2 separate regions of the Anas platyrhynchos genome follow, and region 2 is linked to region 1. The links are chromatin contacts, called in public Hi-C maps. All regions are on one chromosome and are shown on one strand. Each heading gives the region's core, a stretch centred on a gene start, on an enhancer-like site or on the middle of the called end of the contact. The rest is flanking DNA. Distances are from core to core; before and after follow the strand shown.

Region 1 (5,589 bases), core at 1,838-4,337:
AGGAGCAATTGATTGTCTTCTTCAGCGTAAGAAGCCACAGCATGTATTAACCCTGATCCACAAATGCTTCCCCAGATACCAGTACAAATACCCTTAAGAGCAACTACTTCTACATAGGTCTGCTTCCATGGGTAGTAAAGGACAACCTTCACTCAGGATCAACCTGGGAGAACAGCTTCTTGAATTAAAAACAAAACAAACAGACAAAAAAGCTTGCCACAACAACCAAAAGCAACCTTCAAATATTTACATCACTGTAGTATAGGACCAGTTGACTGACAATAGATGAAAAATTCAAGAGGAAGCATGTGGCATTCTCTTTTCTTTTTTTTTTTTCCAGGCACAAGCAGTTTTCCTGCGTCATTGCATCAATATATGCTACATTATATGGAAGACATCACAAACTGGATGTAATTTGGCTCTATTTCTTTGAATAGCAGTTTATATTTAAATCATGACTTATAAGATGTAATAGTTCTGGCCACATGTAGAATTCAGGCAGAGCCTGAGGGACTAGCATGTCAGGAATATAATTTGAGCACCTGAAGAAATTGTTAAGACAACACATTTGAACAACTTGTATTTTAATAATATATTTTACAGGTCCATCCCCTCAGCTTATAAATGCCTCTTACAAAAAATGGAATTTAAGCCTACCTGTTTAAACAAAGCATAGAGTTTCAACTTAGTTTCATTCCCTGGATCCTTTTTCAAAAGCTTCAGCTGTTCTTGAGCCTTTTCAAAGTCTTTCTGGCTGACTTGCATGGTGGCTGTAGTCATGTGCAGGTGAACTGCTGGAATACAAACAGCTTGCGCTTGCCTGTCAGTAAGTGGGAAAAAATATCATTACTTGTTTTTTGTTTAAGACTAGGAGAGAAACAAATATGCTGTTTTTTAAGGCAGTTAAAATAAATGCAAAACAGCAAATATTTTACCTGCACTGATCAAAACAACAACAAGAAAGCTAGGTATTGGAAATTAAAAGAAAGTTGCTTTAGTTCAGCTGCAACATAATTAACCTTTGGAGATCACCACAGCTCACACCAGCTCTCTCTGGTATGAAAAGTGCTAAAGTCAATGCTGCCAGATGACAACAAACAAACCATGCAGCAATACAGCAGATGATCGTATACTGCCACTAAATGGCAGCAGCAGTAAACTAATACTTTGCTGTTTCTAAAATAAATCAGAGTCCTACAGGTTATGTCCATATGAATACAGAATATACAAATGAATACAGAAGTAAATATATATTTAAGTCTCTGTACACAACCGTAACAGCTTTATGTGTCTACGAATCACAGACTATGCATCTTGTCTGTTTTTTTTTTTGTTTGTTTGTTTGTTTTTTTTGCCATGTTTTTGTCATGTTTTCAAATTTGTGTGCTTTTTTATCTCCAAGTACTGTAATCTAAAGGTCTGGTTCTCTCAACAAAAACGAAGATTAATTTCAAAGTGTACTTTAGAAAAGGACTGGTTATAAAACATCCCATAGACATATGAAGTAAGAATAGGTCTAAATATTCTGGAAGACCTTTCCATCAGGAAAATGGTAATTTCACCATAAAAAATAAAAATTAAAAAAAAAAAAAGTAGTCTAAGAATTTTGACTTGTTTCAATATGGCAAAAGCATGCTGTCTCAGCCTTCTTTGGTTAATTTACAACATATGTAAATATATTTACTATTTTAAAATTGTGAGTATTGTATGTATCAACGTTTCTTCTCTAGGTTAGTAAAAACAAAAATCTTTTCCCATTCTATTTTACGGACACAGCCATCATGATAGAACATCATACAAGAGAGATGTCATAGTCACATTCGAAAAAGTAATGATTATCTAAAATGCAGACTTACTAAGTGCTTAATCATTAATTCATTAGCATTTCAGTTACAAACCTGAACTTTAAAATCTTACCTATCATGAAAATTCTGCCATTTCATAAGCACATAATGAGAATTTTAGAGAAATTTAAAAGTGCTACCTATTTGTCAACGAGGATGCCAAAAGCATTGTCAGTGCTCTTATAAATACAATTTATTTTCTGTTGCAAGCCAAAAAGTGCAGGCAAGACATGTGAAGAAGGCCCACTATGTGCAATTAATTTTGCTATTCTTCCATTTTACAAAGATACAAGATTTTGTAAAAATGTTTGGAAGATCTACTGGTTTTGTCACCTATTAGAGCCTTTCTGTATGAAGGAATCCTAGGTTCCCACTGTTTACCTATCTGGGGCTGCTGACGTTGAATGACAAAAAAGGAAAGAATATTTTCTGTTATACACAGAAAACAGCAATAGAAACCTACACCTTCAATGATTAAAAAGAAAGAATTCTAGTAACTCCTTCAAAGTTGTATGCTATTAAAAATAAATATATCTGAATAACAAAAAATGGAATTGACTACCAAAAAAAAAAAAAAAAAGGGCAGTGGGCACAGAAAGTCTGTTTACTTCAGTTGATCAGATTTTATTAAAACAGCCCAGACAAATGTGGTTTCACCACCTGCCAGTTCAACTGGCATTCAGGCACACTGGTGTGTGCTCAAAGACAGTGGCAGGATATAAAAATTTACCCCTCACCCAATGGAGAAGCTATTCCATCAGCCTGTGGACTTCACGTTCAGCATCAGTACCAGCACTTTCACAGGAAAAAGTGTGTCCACGTGGATAGAGACACAAGTTTCTGAATACTAAGCTTCTTTGTGTGGTCTGTCCTGAAGTCACAGAACACAATGTTCACTTTCAGATCCTACCCCCAAGTGTGTTTTTAAAATCATGTTTACAGGAAGAACAAAATGAGAGTGCAGAAAGACAATTTTTATTTTATTTTTAAGCCAGGTTGGGAATTACTTGAATGCTACTGCTCCCAAGATCACCTGTTTATGCAGCACAATTTTTTAATTTAGTTTTACACCATGTACGACAGCCCTGACTTCACTATAGCTTGAGTCCAGTCACACAATACTTTAGCTATTTAATATACAATCTGACAGTAGCCATGTTTTTGTGACCATAAATGAACGCAAGTTGAGGATAGGGGGAGAGGGCAAAGGCACAGCTACCAGTCTGAAAGTACATACACACGTATGTTCAAGGTTAAGGGAATATTGGATTTGGCTTCTTTATTAAGGACACAAAGCAGACAAGTTAGAAGAGAAGCAACCAACTGGGTGAACAACAAAAAAAAAAACTGGCTGGGGAGAAGTGGAACAATCTTTCAATGAGTCTGGACACAGAGCTACACTCCTTTGCTTTGTTAGTTATATCCAGTTTTACTTCTCAGCAACAATTTTTTTTTTGGGTAAAATAAATAATCTATCCATCTCAAAAACTATCTTTTGGTGTTATTTTTCTTTTCCTTACCCACTGGTTTGCCATAGGAGATCGTGCAACTTAGCTGTTTATTAAAGTATGGCTATAAAAAAGCCCTCTTCTTTCTATCTCTTCCCTGCTGCTTGTAGCTCAGTTCTCTGCAGGATATCTATGATTCATTCCTTTCTCTATGCCTTCTGATCTCAGAGAACACTCACCATGTATCAGTGACAATCACCAGTTTCCAAAACGTTAAGGCTAAGCTGACTGCTACTGTTTCTCTATTCAAATAACAAAGGATGAAAACACAACAGAAAAATTAAGTTATCTCACACTTCACTCATCTTGGGCAGGCCCTCGTTCTTCAGAGGGCCACACAGATGGCATGAACAGAGCTCCTGGGCTCCATGCAGATGATGTGAAGAGTGAGGAGATGACTGGACCGCCTGCCAGCACCCAGCAGCACAGCCATCACTGGGACCACACAGCAACAACCACAGGGACAGAGGAGCAAGAGGCTGCTCAACTCAAGCACACCACACACAAACTGCCTGCCTCCATCCACCGCTCCCCTGCTGGGGCACCGAATCCTTCCTACTCTCTCAGCGAGCAAATCCGTGACTCCTTTTAGTGGCCTCACTCAAACGGTACAAAACTTTGCTGAAACAACTCAAGGCAGGTGGAGAGGGCCAGAGAGAGAGAAACGAGGACTCACAACTTAGCAGAGCAGCCACACAGTCCACTACAAACGCCTCCGTGCTCCTGCAAGATGATTCAATTGATACTTCGCAAACTGTATATTCTGAAAAAATAAATAAATCCTGAGTAACACTGCCTGAACCTGCAACATCCAGGCTGACAATCACAGCAAACTAATTTCCTTGACTCGAATATCTGCTTGTTTGTATCTCACAGTCCTGCCATTCATGCTGTTCTCTGTATTTTTCATGCAAGTGTCCCTTACCCTAACAAACATTTGGACACGAGCTCTTAATTAAGACCTTATACTTCAATTATACTGAAAGTCATTTCCTCACTGTTTAAGTGATTAGCCAAGACTGCAAAGCCTGTTAAAGAAAGAGCCTCTCATTTCAGTATAGTTTTGTTACTTGTATAAGGGCTTCAGAGTTAAAAATGCCAACTTCTTGTAAAACACTGCCCACTTGTTTCCTAACTTTTAAAGGAACTCAGCAGTTTACTTATTAGAACACTAAAAATAGAAGCTCGAAGACCTTTTTGCACAGGAAACATCAGATATGCTCAGCACAACAAATGAATGGATATACGATATACCTGAACTCCACCTTGCCTTTCCTTAACAAAGGTTTTCTTTTAAATGGTAGTAGCTCCTGGGGAAATAAAGCACAGGCAAAAGCAGTTAAAAATCCTATTAGGATTATAAGCAGCGGGTGGTGCTAGAATCTCATGGATTTTAAACTCCTGACAGAACTAGAAAATGTTCATTTCACATTACTGTAACTAGCTTTAGGGAGAGCAAGAAGAAAAATAATATGACGTGTTATCAGACAGCAGTAAGTGGTACATTACGCTGTCACTGGGATGAATCCTAGAACATATGTTTAATGTAAAATATGGCTCTCCCCCCTATATTATGTGTAGTACTTCAGATAATATATATGACATCTCTTCTTTGTCATGATTGTTATCACAATGTGCTGCAATCCTTTGCAACACCCTTTCCACACATTTACCACGCAGCACAGCGCCCACCTCTTGCCATTTCACCCACACCTAGTGTTACCCCATCAGAAAATGGCAATATTTCTACCAGTGTCCTTCCCAGGCAGAGAGGAAACGAAACAAAATACTGTTGAAACAAAATACCTCTGCTGCTGCTGGCACTACAGATAGAGTTGTGTGGGTCTTGTTTTTCCAGATAAACAAACAAAACCACCAACAAAAAAACGAAGCAAGGATACAAAACAATCTGGTCCAACATTAGTTCATTTACATGAAGGGAAGCAAGAGCAGAGCTGGTGGGAAAGGCTGCAGTTGGAAAGAACTGCAGCAGCTGTTAGAAGTGAGGTTCATGAAGGGAACAGAAACCAGTATTTAAACTTAGATCTGAGAAAATCAGTGGCCCATGGGGGAAAAGAAATTCAGCCTGAGACACTGACTGCTCTCATTCTTGACGTGCACCCCTCCACCCCAAGATTTCATTTCAGCATCTCTGAAGAAAAGGTTCAGAAAAGCAAAAACAAAGGTTGATAACCAAGAAGCAAAGGACCAGCAGAGCCACTCTTTTGTACCTTTCT
Region 2 (5,589 bases), core at 992-3,491, 33 kb after region 1:
CGCCCCAAGTGCAGGACCCGGCACTTGGCCTTGTTGAACTTCATGCAGTTGACCTCAGCCCATCGGTGCAGCCTATCCAGATCCTCCTGCAGAGCCTTCCTACCCTCGAGCAGATTGACACACGCACCTAACTTGGTGTCATCTGTGAACTTACTGAGGGTGCACTCAATGCCGTCGTCCAGATCATTGATGAACTTATGCTGTAATATCTGTCTTTTGGTCAAGCATTTTGATAAAATGCAGTTTATTGAAGAAGCTATGCAAAAAAGTATTCATCTATCATATTGTGATCTGCAGCTGTGTTCTTAAAAAAACACTTTTGCAAGCCTCTGTTGTACCAGTCAGCATTTTACTGCTATGCCCCAGTACATATGGATTACCACATCAGTTCTAGCTTTTTGCACCATTTTGCTTTGCCGAAGTCCAGGCACGGCACTTAACACAAACTCTGCAAACTACAATTAGCTCCACAATAAAATAATCCTGGCATCTAGACACAAAATAAGAATATGAAATTGTTTGTCAGTACTTCTGAAATCCTCTGATACCTTGATTATGCTTGTGAAGAAACAACATAGCTCTAGCCTGTGTTCTTAAACACCACGGCTGTGGGGAGGAGAGTTAGGGAGGAGAGTTACTGTCAATACTCAATTGTCTGAAAAATACGGATCAAGTGTCTGGTAGTTGGATCACTTCTGTGTTGACCTGAGGAGCGTCATCTCAAGAGGCAAGAGGTATACATTTTGTTGCCTCGCCCCTAAAAGTAGTGTCATTTTAGTTAGCACCTTTGGAAGGAATTCAGTTTATCAACTAGTTATAGAAGAACGATGTGTGTACCTATGAAAAGGAAGACAGAAAGAGGAAGCAAAACCTTTAGAGAGACAGGCTGTTCTTAATTTCTTCACTGTCCTTGAAGCACATACCTATGCTTGCTGGGTGTTTTGTCTCTGTTTTTTACTCTCTGTCACTGAAGGCATGACAAAACATTGGTGTTCTGGTATTCCAAAGCTTTCAAAAATAAAATGTAACCTTTCTCTGGGCCCAAGTGCCCATATAAAAGATTATGTACAACTATGCTAATTCTTCAGTAATAAGAATTCACATCCTCTCTTGTAAAGAACAATGTCATGTTCTTTCTAATTTGTCTTTCTATTGTTTTTTGGAAAAAGAAAAAACACTGGCTATAACAAAGATAGTTTTGCTTCCTCTGGTAGTAGTGCCCATAATTTGGTCATCCCTTTGTGCTTCTGTCTGTCTTTAAAAAGATGTTTTTTTATCTGTAGATTACATATTGGGTATTATTTGTCCTAGGCAAATCCGAAGAGCATTTATAACAATAATGTGCTCACTGTAGCTGAAACCATTATCTTTGGGAATATATCTATGGAACAGTTCCTGGAGTTTGGTTGAGTTGGGTGAAAATGGTCTGAATTGTCACCTAAAATATAGAAAATTAGAAAAAGAAAAAAAAATGAGCATTTGTTTCTTAGTACTATGTTAAAGCTTGGGGACTTCATTCCCTATTGTGCTGGGTGATGTCCAAGAAAAAACCACCACCACCCAAAACAAATAAACAAACAAAAAACAATGAACAAAAGACTTTCCTGCCACAAAGCTTGCAATTTAAGAGACAACAGGGTGGAGAAAGACAGTGAAGCATAAAGAAATAAACAGCTGCCTCTGAATTCATAGGAGACTGGTACTGTTGTCATGGCTGGGTTTTTAAAAGAAAGTAGATAAGAGTACAGCTTCAAAATCCCCCAGTTCCCTATCATATAAAGAATAAGTGTATTTATGTGACATATCAGGATTGATAAGTGTATCCTGTAAAGGCTGACAAATTCTCCTTAATAGTGAAATACATAGATGCACAGAGTATAGCCTCTGCCATTTCTTACATTTTTGAGAAGGAAAATAAAACAAACATATTTTCTGCTGCACCATGAGCCTTCCTCTGTAAGCATTTCACGTCCTGGGACTGTAACCTCACAGCGGTGATCCCTACTGTGTGTGTTGTAGGACTGAGTACATCCTCCCCCAGAACATTATGGTCTGAGATGACGTGGTTTGTTGATTAGAGAGACGGCAGCCTTGTCTGTATTGACCATAAAACACTGATGCTCAAGGTCCCAAGAGGAGTGAGGTAGGCAATGAATAGGGAACAGACCCCGGGACTCAGAAGAGACGAATGACTTATTGAGGGAAGTGGTGTCTGGGATCCTGTGGGAGGCAGCTCTGAAAGGCAGAGGAGCTCAAGAAAAATGACTCATTTAGAATGTATTGTCAAGTAATATGAGTAAAGAGTTGTACATTCCAGGGATCAGGAAAATAAGTACACATGCCACAAGACTGGCTTAACCAAACAGGGAACTTGTGCTGAGCTCCGATGGAAAAAGAAGAGGTGTAAGTGGCAGAAGCAGGAACAGAGTACAGACAAGGATTATTGAAGTTGCCCAGGCCAGGGGTGACACAAGGACAGCAAAAGTTCAGCTGGAGTTGAAACTGGCAGTAAATATCAAAGTATCTGTTCCCCCTGACTTGGCAGTAAAAGAACAAATGAGGAAAATGTAGGCCCACAGCTAAATGGACTGGGTAAATTAGTGACAGCAGATATAAATAAGACGGAGATACTCAGCACTTTCTTTGCCTCTGTCTTTATCAACATTTCTCAAGCCTTTGTGCCTAGAGGGTTCAAACAGGAGACAACTACTGGTAGTGGAAGAGGACCAAGTTAGGGTTCTCTTGAGAAATCTTAACCCATACACGTTCATGGAACCAGATAGGTCAGCTTCAGCTATACCTCTAGGAAATTCATGGCACAAGTCCTCTTGGAAGCCAGTTTTCAGCCTATGAAGCAGAAGGTCACCGAGAACAGACAGATTTGCCAAGAATAATATGCTGGATCAACCAGATTCATTTTATAATGAAATGACTATATCTATGGATGAGGGGATGAGGAAGGAAGAATGGATGTTGTCTACTTTGACTTCAGCAGGGTGACACGGTCTCACATTGCATATTTCTGCCCAGGTTGTGGTGTTACAGTCTAGCTGGGAGAAAAACTGTCATTTCTAATACTTTAAATTCATTCCTTCCGTTGATTTTGGGTATTTTTAGTAGTGCAGCTTCTACAAATGGTCTTTAGGCTGCCCCATATTCCAGCTGTTCCTATCACTACAGTTATCATGCGGATTTTTTTTATTTTTTTTTTCTGTAAATGTCTCTTTTCAGGTGTAATGATACGAATTAACTTGCTCTATCCTGTCTAACAACTTTAATCTATCCCTCCTCACTCCCTGCCCCACTTAGGGTAGATGCTTTCTCTCCAAGTGTTTTTGTCTGTTTGTTTGTTGTTTGTATTTCCCTGTTGCCTTTTTTTCTGAGTTATGTGTCCTTATTATATTCTCTGGTTCTGCAGTGTTGATTCATGCAACATTTTTATCATATATATAATGCTGTCTTCTGTGAAATGCCTGCTGGTTTCAGAATCACTTCTGTTGTTGAGTTACCAATTGCAGTGTTTATTTATCAATTCTGGATAAATAAATAATCTAATATTACCAGGCGTTAGAGTTTAAAAGAATAGTTGTGTTCCTTAAACAGCAATTAGACTTACCTTCTGAGATTACTCCTACACGTGTTTTTCCATTGATGCGATGCTACTGAGTTAGACACCTTGGTTTTGATGTTTTGCATCATCTGTATGGGCAGAAACATCAATTAAAAGAACCTGAGAGTGGTTAAATAAATGGAAGAAGTTGCAGACTGGAAGAATAGTATTGGATTTCTATCTCTTGCTATTGAAAATAACACTATGACAAAATGCAATGCTCTCTTAAAATACTTTCGCAGAGCAGGAACCAAATAATGATTAGTTTTCCCTTTCTTCTCTGAGATGAAAAGAACATCTGCAGTTTCTGGAAGTACTCTCTGCAAAAATGTATCAACAAAATATCTTGGACCAAGTAAGTCATATCACAAGCAGATGATTTCATGGCCAAGTCACCTTGGAGGGGAACTTCATGAACCTGGGTTTTAAATGGACTGGCCACTGTGTTCTTACTGATTTTTAACACAGCACAGCAAATGCCTATATGAATGCTTTAACTTAAAATTGTTTTCACTGGTGAGAATCATAGCATATACAAGATTTTGCACAATCATGATTTTTTTTTTGCCTTTTTCTACTTAATAAATGCATCTGAAAACTCACTTCCTTTTGCAGTTTTCCTTGATGTTAATTTACACAGTGTTAAGAAACAAAATATTCATGAATATCCTGTTGGTTATACATTAAGGTTGACTTCTATATTTTTACTGTACCAGAGACACTTACAATAATTTATACATTATAGAACAGGATTGTTTTTTGAAGAAAACAGTTTGCTTGTGATGGCCCTTCACTGTAAAGAAAACACAAAGTTCATAGAATTTACAAATGCCTCTTTAAATGGCTTCAGCTTTAAAGGGCTTTCACATTTCATTTTCAATCTGATCTGTATCAGCATCCATAAATTCACAAGTGTCAGCATGAATTTGTCTCCTAAATTAATTTAATTATCTAAATATCAAAAGTAATTTCACACCTGCAACTCTTATCTAATTTGCAAGACAACATAACTATCCTGGCTGTGGTTTTCCAAACAATGGATGACTCTTTTGTCCAGCTAAAAATATTGTTTTCCAAAATCTTTCTTAGTCTTCCTTCTCTTGTCTTAGCAGGCTTGGAGGCCACACAATAATGTTGCTTTTAACACCTGAAAAATGTGTTTAAAAATACCTGTATCACAGCATACAATGGAAAGAATACTTTACTATCTCATATGAGTAACCTATTTGAAAAAAAAAAGAAGGTTGGCAGACAGAATCAAAATTGTACTAATTTTTTGCTGCATCCTGAAAGACCAAGTGCAGAGATGTATCACATCACTGTCATGCTGTATCATTTTAATTGAAGTGCTCAGCCGTGATGTGGTACTGTTATGACTGCACAATAAAAGGCTTTTCTGGTACCTTCCTATTTTTAACTTTTACTGACATTTGAAGAAAAGTCAAGATTTTTTATTTTTTTTTGAACAACCTTTTTTAATAGAGCAAAATTGAAAAGAAGACCTTGACTATTTTTGGTTTGTCTTTAGATTTCTGGGAGGAGGAAAGGAAGGATAAAAATGGAATTTAATTAGATAAAATGTTGTTTCAAAAATAATGAAGGAAGCATATTGCTTTATCTGCCTTTATTATCAATGAGCAAGCACTGAGTTTTAAAGGAGGGGAAGGCACGTACCTCCTCCTAGTCTTGTTCCAAGACCAAGTACATATAAACTGGCAATCAACAGAATAAGCTTGAGGTTAGCAGGAATGCCTTAGCAGGGCACTTTAAGACATTAACTGACAATGTTCCATCTAGATTTTTCTCTGCTAGAGAGGAGAGATTACTGTCTTCTTCCTACCATGAAAAACAGTGCTCCCCTCTCCTCATCTCCTTTCCTCCCTCCCTTCTGCATGCCCCAGACCTACACTGCTGCTTTAGCTGAAGCAGTAAGACCTTGTCCTTCCTGTTTCAATCTATCTCAACCATTGTGCAGAGGA

Evidence for each region. A called contact is a pair of places that touch in the nucleus more often than the background predicts.
Region 2: a Hi-C map of liver shows a contact between it and region 1, with 1.7 times the contacts expected there. The contact joins two enhancer-like sites. A contact is called at or near these places in 2 of 8 Hi-C or Micro-C datasets (liver and skeletal muscle).

The regions. Positions count from the first base shown.
Region 1 is chr2:88,743,309-88,748,897 of IASCAAS_PekinDuck_T2T, forward strand. It overlaps ECI2 (enoyl-CoA delta isomerase 2), which reads right to left. Exons shown (of 10, transcript XM_005010716.6): 2 at 658-820. Among named protein-coding and RNA genes, the nearest start is that of ECI2, 15 kb to the right of the region's middle. Within about 2 kb of position 3,088, at least 2 of the 8 cell types and tissues checked have an H3K27ac peak or open chromatin away from gene starts, as enhancers often do.
Region 2 is chr2:88,777,045-88,782,633 of IASCAAS_PekinDuck_T2T, forward strand. No RefSeq gene overlaps it. Among named protein-coding and RNA genes, the nearest start is that of ECI2, 19 kb to the left of the region's middle. Within about 2 kb of position 2,242, at least 7 of the 8 cell types and tissues checked have an H3K27ac peak or open chromatin away from gene starts, as enhancers often do.